2 separate regions of the Canis lupus genome follow, and region 2 is linked to region 1. A link is a contact called in public Hi-C data. All regions are on one chromosome and are shown on one strand. Each heading gives the region's core, a stretch centred on a gene start, on an enhancer-like site or on the middle of the called end of the contact. The rest is flanking DNA. Distances are from core to core; before and after follow the strand shown. Region 1 has its middle 41 kb from the start of TMEM14A. Region 2 holds the start of CILK1 (serine/threonine-protein kinase ICK).

Region 1 (3,515 bases), core at 200-2,699:
TAGAGATAGAGAACTGTTTTGATTTGTTTTATAGTGTTTGTTGGGTTTTTTTCTGAGGGGTGGAGAAGTAGATGGCTAAGAGGGTTAGGACAGGAGAGACTTCAGTCAGTTTGTAATTAGAAGGCGACATGCCAGAGGCCAGGGAGGCAGGCAAGGCAGCATGGCGTGCAGATGAATTGTCCAGAATGACTATCTACAGGACAGATTTGTGGGGTTTTATTTGCCTCCATTAGTATTATTACCATATTTGGGGGCATAACTGACCTATAATAAAACATATAATTCAAGTGTACAGTTGGATAAGTTTTGACATATGCATCCCCCATGAAAGCATCACCACAGTCAGTAGATTGAATACAGCAGGTCTGATGCCCTGTTACAATCCCTTCCTCCTGTCGCTCCCCATACCACTGGTCTGCTTGGTCGTGCAAAATTAGTTTGCAATTTCTAGAATTTCGCGTAAGTAGAAGCATACAATAAGTGCTGTGATTTGTCTAGTTTCTTCCAGTCCATATCATTATTTTGAGAGTCATCTATGTTTTGTGTGTTTTCCTTCTCATTTATCACAAAGTAGCTGCACTCGTTTTCTGTGGCCATTGGCGACTAATTACCACAACCTGGGTGGCTCACACAATAGAAATTTATTCTCTCACAGTTCTGGAGGCCAGAAGTCTGCAATCAAGGTGTCAACAAGGGTGTTTCCTTCTGAGGGCTGTGAGGGGAATCTGTTCCATGCCTGTCCCCTAGCTGCTGGCTTGTAGGAGCATCACTCCGATCTTTATCATAGAAATGGACAATGGAAAAGGAAACTGAGTATGGGACTGATGGACAAAGGAAAAGAGATGGTAGAGAAAGAAATGAGAAGAATGAACTAGAAGGTGTTGAAAGGAAGCATGGAAAACTTTCCAACTTGGCTTCTCAGTCAGAAATTTCTAGTTTCCATTTTGGCAGTTTTCCAACATAGATTTAAGATTTACAGGAAAAAGTGATTTCTTTTCCAGCAAACAGATTGTTTTGAAACAACCTACTCTGAGAAGTTAGTCTGACTCGGCTGCCATGGCTGAGCACTAGATGGCACACTTTCCAGAGCAACGGAAACTTCCTGGTGCCAACAACCTAAGTGCCTTCAGGAAACTCTGTCACTGTGTAGTACACAGCCTCACTGCTCTTAGGTGACTTCCCACGATCACAAATGAAGCCGACCCCAACCTGTTTAACATTCCCTTTCTTTTTTAGTTCACAGATAAAGTCTACTGTCCCACACATCTGCCCTTCTTAGGGCAAAACTTCGCAAAAGGGTGATCAGTAGCAGTTGTCTCTACTCACTTCCCATTTCCTCCTCAACCCACTCTGGTCAGGCTTCTGTCCCACATTCCACAGCGCTCATCAAGGCCAGCAGTGGCCTCCTGTCCCCAGATTCACCCTTTACTCTCCAGTCCTCGTGCTCCTCTCCTTCAGGACGCTACTCTTTCCTGGCTCTCCCCTACTTCATGGACACCACCTCCTCAGATTCCTTGACTGGCTCCCACTCTGCTTCCCTTCTCCTCTCCAAATGCTTTCTCTTCCTACATGGGTTTCCAATCGGTCACTATCATCAGAAGTGTGGCCCTGGATGATAGATTGTAGAGGACATTGCTGTTTCTGTCTTGTTCTCCCTTGGATTGCTTGCTCTAGGGGGAAGTTAGCTGATCTATCATGAAGATACTCAAGCAGCTATACGAAGAAGCAGACATGACAAGGGACTGAGAGGCTCATTGCCAACAGCCATGTGAGGGAACCATCTTGGAAGTGGATTGCCTGTCCTTAGTGAAGCTTTCAGATAATTGCAACCCCTGCTGATGGCTTGGCATACAACGTCCTGAGAGATCCTGACCCAGAATCACCTACCTAAGTTGCTCCTGGGATCCTGACCCTCAGAAAGTGTGCTAGAGAATAAATGTTTGTTGCTTTAAGTCACTAACCTTTGGCCTGATTTATTATGCAGCAATAAATAACCGAGGCACTGCAATAAATAACTGACCTTGCTTACCTCTCTGACTTCATCTTCCAATACTTTCTCACCATGCTCCTGCAACATCTGCTTGCCTACTGTGCCTAAAACACACCAAAGTTGTTCTTGACCAAGATCCTTGTCCTCATTAGTACCTCTAGTTAGCACCCTGTTGCCTTGGATCTTCTCATGCTTGGCTTCTTCCTGTCACTTGTGTTACGCGCTCTGCGGCAACACGATCAGGGTCCTGAGGATAAGGGGATGAGGAAAATAAAAGAAAAGTAAAGAGATGGGGACAGGAGGGACACAGTGGATGATGTCCAAGCAGTGTCAGCTTTATTCAAGGTTCTACAGCATTATGTAGCATAAGCAAAACAAAGATAAGGAAATGTCCATTCTTAGCATATTTGTGAATCCCTCCAAGCTTTCCCTTTATCAGCATGCAAGACAAACCCACAGGCGCCAGAAGATTTAGGGTCCTGGTTAATAGATAAGCTTGTTGCTCCAGGTGTATGTACCTCGAAGGAACATTATACATGGTTAACAGACCAGCAAGGACAGCACAGACCCCTATTTAAGTTTATGAGCAGGCCAGAATAAATTGTATCTATTGTGTTATGTGGGCGATCACTGTAGAAGCGAGCTCTGAAAACCGTTGCTCAAGCCCTTTCTCAAGCGTCTACCAACTATTCACCCTTTAGGCTCCCGAGCCTTTTGAGTGAATGAGGGACGCAAGTCCGGGCCTAGTTTGGGTTAGTAACTCTAGCTAGTCCGTGGCGGCCCACACACTTGGACTTAGTCTTCTGTGACCAGTCATTTTAAATTAACCACTTGCCCACTGCCACCCTAAAAACTCTCCATCACCCTACTCTGTTTTATTTTCCCCTTAGCACTCACCACTAATAATTTTCTCATTGATTTGTTTTTTAACTCATTGTCTACACAGGAAAATGCTCTTATAAGTACCATGGCATCCTCCCTGCGTAGAAAAATTCAGGGAACAAAATAGGTGCTCAGTAAACATTTACCAAATGAAACAAAGAATAAAGCTATTTAAGTATGATTTATTAGGTCATAATTCTTAAGAATATTTCATCAATTTCCAAGGTCAGAGTCTACATTTTTTTTTCTACCAGGTATCCTTGGCTGGCTTGTTGACTTAGAATATCACAATTATGTCAAAATTTCCAAAGGACAAATATTTTCAAAAAGCTGTTGGGTGCAGACAGGAGGTTAGCAAAGCTTTTGAGAGAAAAATAGGAAGCAAAGTGGATCAAATATAACATAGATAAAGGTTGTGCTGACTCATGAAAACCTGGTCCAACCAGTTTGGGTTGGCAAAACATTTCTAGTACATACTTTTTCTTCAAGAAGATATTGGAAATTTGGCAAGTTGCCATGTATAACAGCTCAAATCTTGACCCAATTGCCCTAGGACAGAGAAATTAATATTTATTTTCATTTCAATTTATCTGTATAATCTCTCCATAGAAACGGTGGGTAGTATAAGGGTCAAATACCAGAT
Region 2 (3,240 bases), core at 125-2,624, 170 kb after region 1:
TCGGTGTAGGGTGCTGGACCTTAGAGAGGAGGCAATGGTACAGGATATCATTTTAAGTAGAAAACCCCAGCACTGGTCTCATTTCTACACCCACTTCCAGGACGATCACTGGTCCTCAGATAGGCAGGAAGGCCTTAAAGATTCCTTACCAAATTAAAAAAACAAGAAAAAGAAAGAAAGAGAGAGAGAGAGAGAAGGATTCTTTACCAAATTGCAGCACTTTATCCAGAAGTGATTTCGTATGTGCATATCTATGCATACATTTACTCCGAGTATGGCTGGTATACGGTTAAGCACAAATTCTTCTTAATATTTATATGCTGATGACACAAATTTCAAGCTCATTTTAATGTCACATTCAGCAACAGTACAATTCATTATTGAGGCACATCCCGAAAGCCTACTCACTGGAAAATGCAAGAAATGAAAAGTGTAGCTATCAAACTTCTACTGCTACAAAGAGTGCTCTGGGCAACAAACAAACAAACAAACAACAACAACAACAACAAAACCAAAAACAAAATAACAAAATCACACAAGAACGCAAGTCCCAATACCTTGGAGAAATCTAGACTTGCATGCACAATTCAAGGCAGTATTCTCTCAGCATAGCCCAGCTTTGGCAAAAGCAGATCTTTACTTGATTGTAAGTAGGAATGAATACTTTTTTCTGCGGAATGATGCCTCCCACTACTTTTATGTTTAAAAGTAAGACCTCTCAATGGTAGTGTCCAAGTCAGATTTGAACAGGCACATTACAAAAGAAACGGTTGCTCTGGGTGGGGGGTGGAGGGGGGGGGAAGAAACCCTCTAACATCCGTCTCATTACATCTACTCAGGTTAAGAAGAAATCAGAGCAGAAAAACAAAAAACAAAAAACTGAAAAATGGTTGCACATACATGGGTGCGGATTCCTGCTAAGACCCCATATGGGACAGCCACAGGCCTAGTCAGGGAAATTCTAGGAACAAGTCCTCCACATCCCAGTTGGAAGGGGCTTCCACCTGGGCGGGGGGCTTCGCCGGCCGCAGCACCGGGAGGTAAACACCCCCCAAACCTTCCAGACTCCCGGCCATCCGGAGTTTCCACGCCGAGAGGGCGAGAGCCACACGACGGCGGAGAGAAACTACAGCCCAGCAGCGTCCCGGTCCCCTCCCAGCCCCGGCGGGGGCTCCGGGCGGCGGGGGCCCCGGGCGGCGGGGGCTCCGGGCGGGGGCCCCGGGCGGCGGCGCCTCGGCAGCTGCAGCCCTCCGCGCCCCGTGACAGGTCGCCCCGCACGAGCCCCTTGCCTCCCGGGCCCCACTTACCGGCGCCGCGGACGCAGGCGGGGGCCCGCCCCTGCGGTGAGCGCGGCTCCTGGGCGGCGGGGGCGCAGCGGCCCGGCCCGCAGGGCACCGGGGAGGGGGGCGACCGCCGCTAGGACCGGCCGCGCGGTCCGTGCGGGGACGCCAGGGCGCTCCGGAGGGTCGCACGGGCCGCGCGGCGCATGGTGGAGCAGCAGGAACCCGGCCGCTCTCCAGCCTCCGGCAGAAAAACAAACAAAAGGCAGGGAGGCTTCTAGCGGGGACGACCGGGCGCTTTCCCTGGGAAAAGTTACCCTGCAGCTCCCCTCGCCGGCCCTGCGCGTCCCTGCACCGCGTCCCGGCCGCCGCGGCCGACCGAGCCCGGGAGCCGCGCACCCGCCGACCACCCCGGCGCCCCGCCCCGCCCCGCCCCGCCCCGCCCCGCCCCCGCCCGGCCCCACTCACACGCCTTTTCTGCAGGTCGGCTGCATCCGGCATCAGGACGTAGAGCTGGAGGCCGTGCACACGGGTTCTGAGGACGTTTCATTACAGGCTGATGCTCATGGTGAAAAATCTTCTCCCCCGGCTTCAGCAAACGTAACCGGGGATGCACCTTGTCAATGAAATCAATGCCCCTGAAACGTTCCGCTCCAACATGGGGTATGATGGCAGATGGTGTTGGATTTTCCCCGCAATAAAATACATATAGATATACTTATATATATTTTATTTTTCATGAAAACGCAACGGATTGCCTGGGAGGATTCATTGGAACTTGAAGAGTTTTATAGGTAGCAACTTCCGTTTGAAAGACTGGATTGTCACCCAGGTGGGAAGCAGACTAGATAGTATCTAATGCAACAATTGTCCTCTGTGTGTAACAAGTTATATGCAATCTAATACTTGCACTGGTGTGTTAAACACACTCACTTGTGTCATAAATTATGTTGTAGACAGTACCTTAAATCATTCATATAAAGACGGTCCTGAAGTGACTTGAAAAAAAAAAAAAAAAACTGCTTCAAGCCTCCCCCCCTTCACCCCCAACCCCGCATTTAAATTTAAACGATTGCCCCAAGACTTTCTATTTTTCAGAACTAGTTTAATGCCCATAGCAGAGGGGGCAACTTTACTTGGAGGCATCGTAATCATTTGGGGGCTTATGAAAACATTGCTGGGCCTTTTTCCCAGAATTCTGGTGCTGATGCTTTTGGTCCAGGGAACCATATTGCCCTAAGCAACACACTTTTCATCAATAAAGCAATAGCCCATTTACACATTGTGGGTCTTTCTCGGAGTTTAAATTTTCCAGCTCATCACCATATCGATTTTCTCTCCTTTTATTTTTGAATTCTAAGAACTCAAGGCATTTTTTTTTTCCGTAAAAGAATCTATATCAAAGACCTGAATCCCTCACTCTTCTTCCTCCTATTGAAAAAAACCTGCAAGATGCAAGATTTCCCTTCCCAAATGGGAAAGATCATCTGGCCTCTTGGCAAATGTATAACATTGATCTTTGTGTTTACCTATGTAACACCCAAACCATTTGGCAAACGAAAATTGAAAGTCTTTATCAACGAAAAGAGAGAGAGAGACAACAGGGGTAGCCTAACAAATTATATACTGCTCTGGTGAAGAGTGATTTTTAAAGTATCTAAAATTAACAGTTTTAGTCAAATTCAGTTGTCCATGCAAGTCTACCCAGCAAATAGAGGGACTCTCTTGGTCTACCTTTAGCAAGGGTCCACTGAGCTAGTAAATGATTTAGGTCAGGAAAATTATAATCCTGTAAATATAATATAATAGGATGATACAAACCTGAGGTGTAGTGGATACAGCAGGTACTGGTCTAAAATAGAAAATTAGTAATTGAAACATAACAGCAGTTTAATAAAATAGGTGCTTAATTTATCCTAATTATAGGATACTAATTATTATTTTATTAAGCTTTATTATT

Evidence for each region. Hi-C and Micro-C count contacts between places; a contact is called where the count stands out from the background.
Region 2: a contact with region 1 is called in a Hi-C map of liver, with 3 times the contacts expected there. The contact joins the promoter of CILK1 here to the enhancer-like site in region 1. A contact is called at or near these places in 3 of 9 Hi-C or Micro-C datasets (amygdala, blood and liver).

Annotation. Positions count from the first base shown.
Region 1 is chr12:20,588,607-20,592,121 of UU_Cfam_GSD_1.0, forward strand. No RefSeq gene overlaps it. Among named protein-coding and RNA genes, the nearest start is that of TMEM14A, 41 kb to the left of the region's middle. Within about 2 kb of position 1,450, at least 7 of the 20 cell types and tissues checked have an H3K27ac peak or open chromatin away from gene starts, as enhancers often do. A contact at or near this core is called in liver, where this site is marked.
Region 2 is chr12:20,754,155-20,757,394 of UU_Cfam_GSD_1.0, forward strand. CILK1 (serine/threonine-protein kinase ICK) reads right to left here and starts at 1,375. Exons shown (of 14, transcript XM_038554320.1): 1 at 1,308-1,375. It overlaps LOC111098286 (a long non-coding RNA gene), which reads right to left. Exons shown (of 3, transcript XR_005367863.1): 2 at 3,102-3,132; 3 at 1,754-1,896.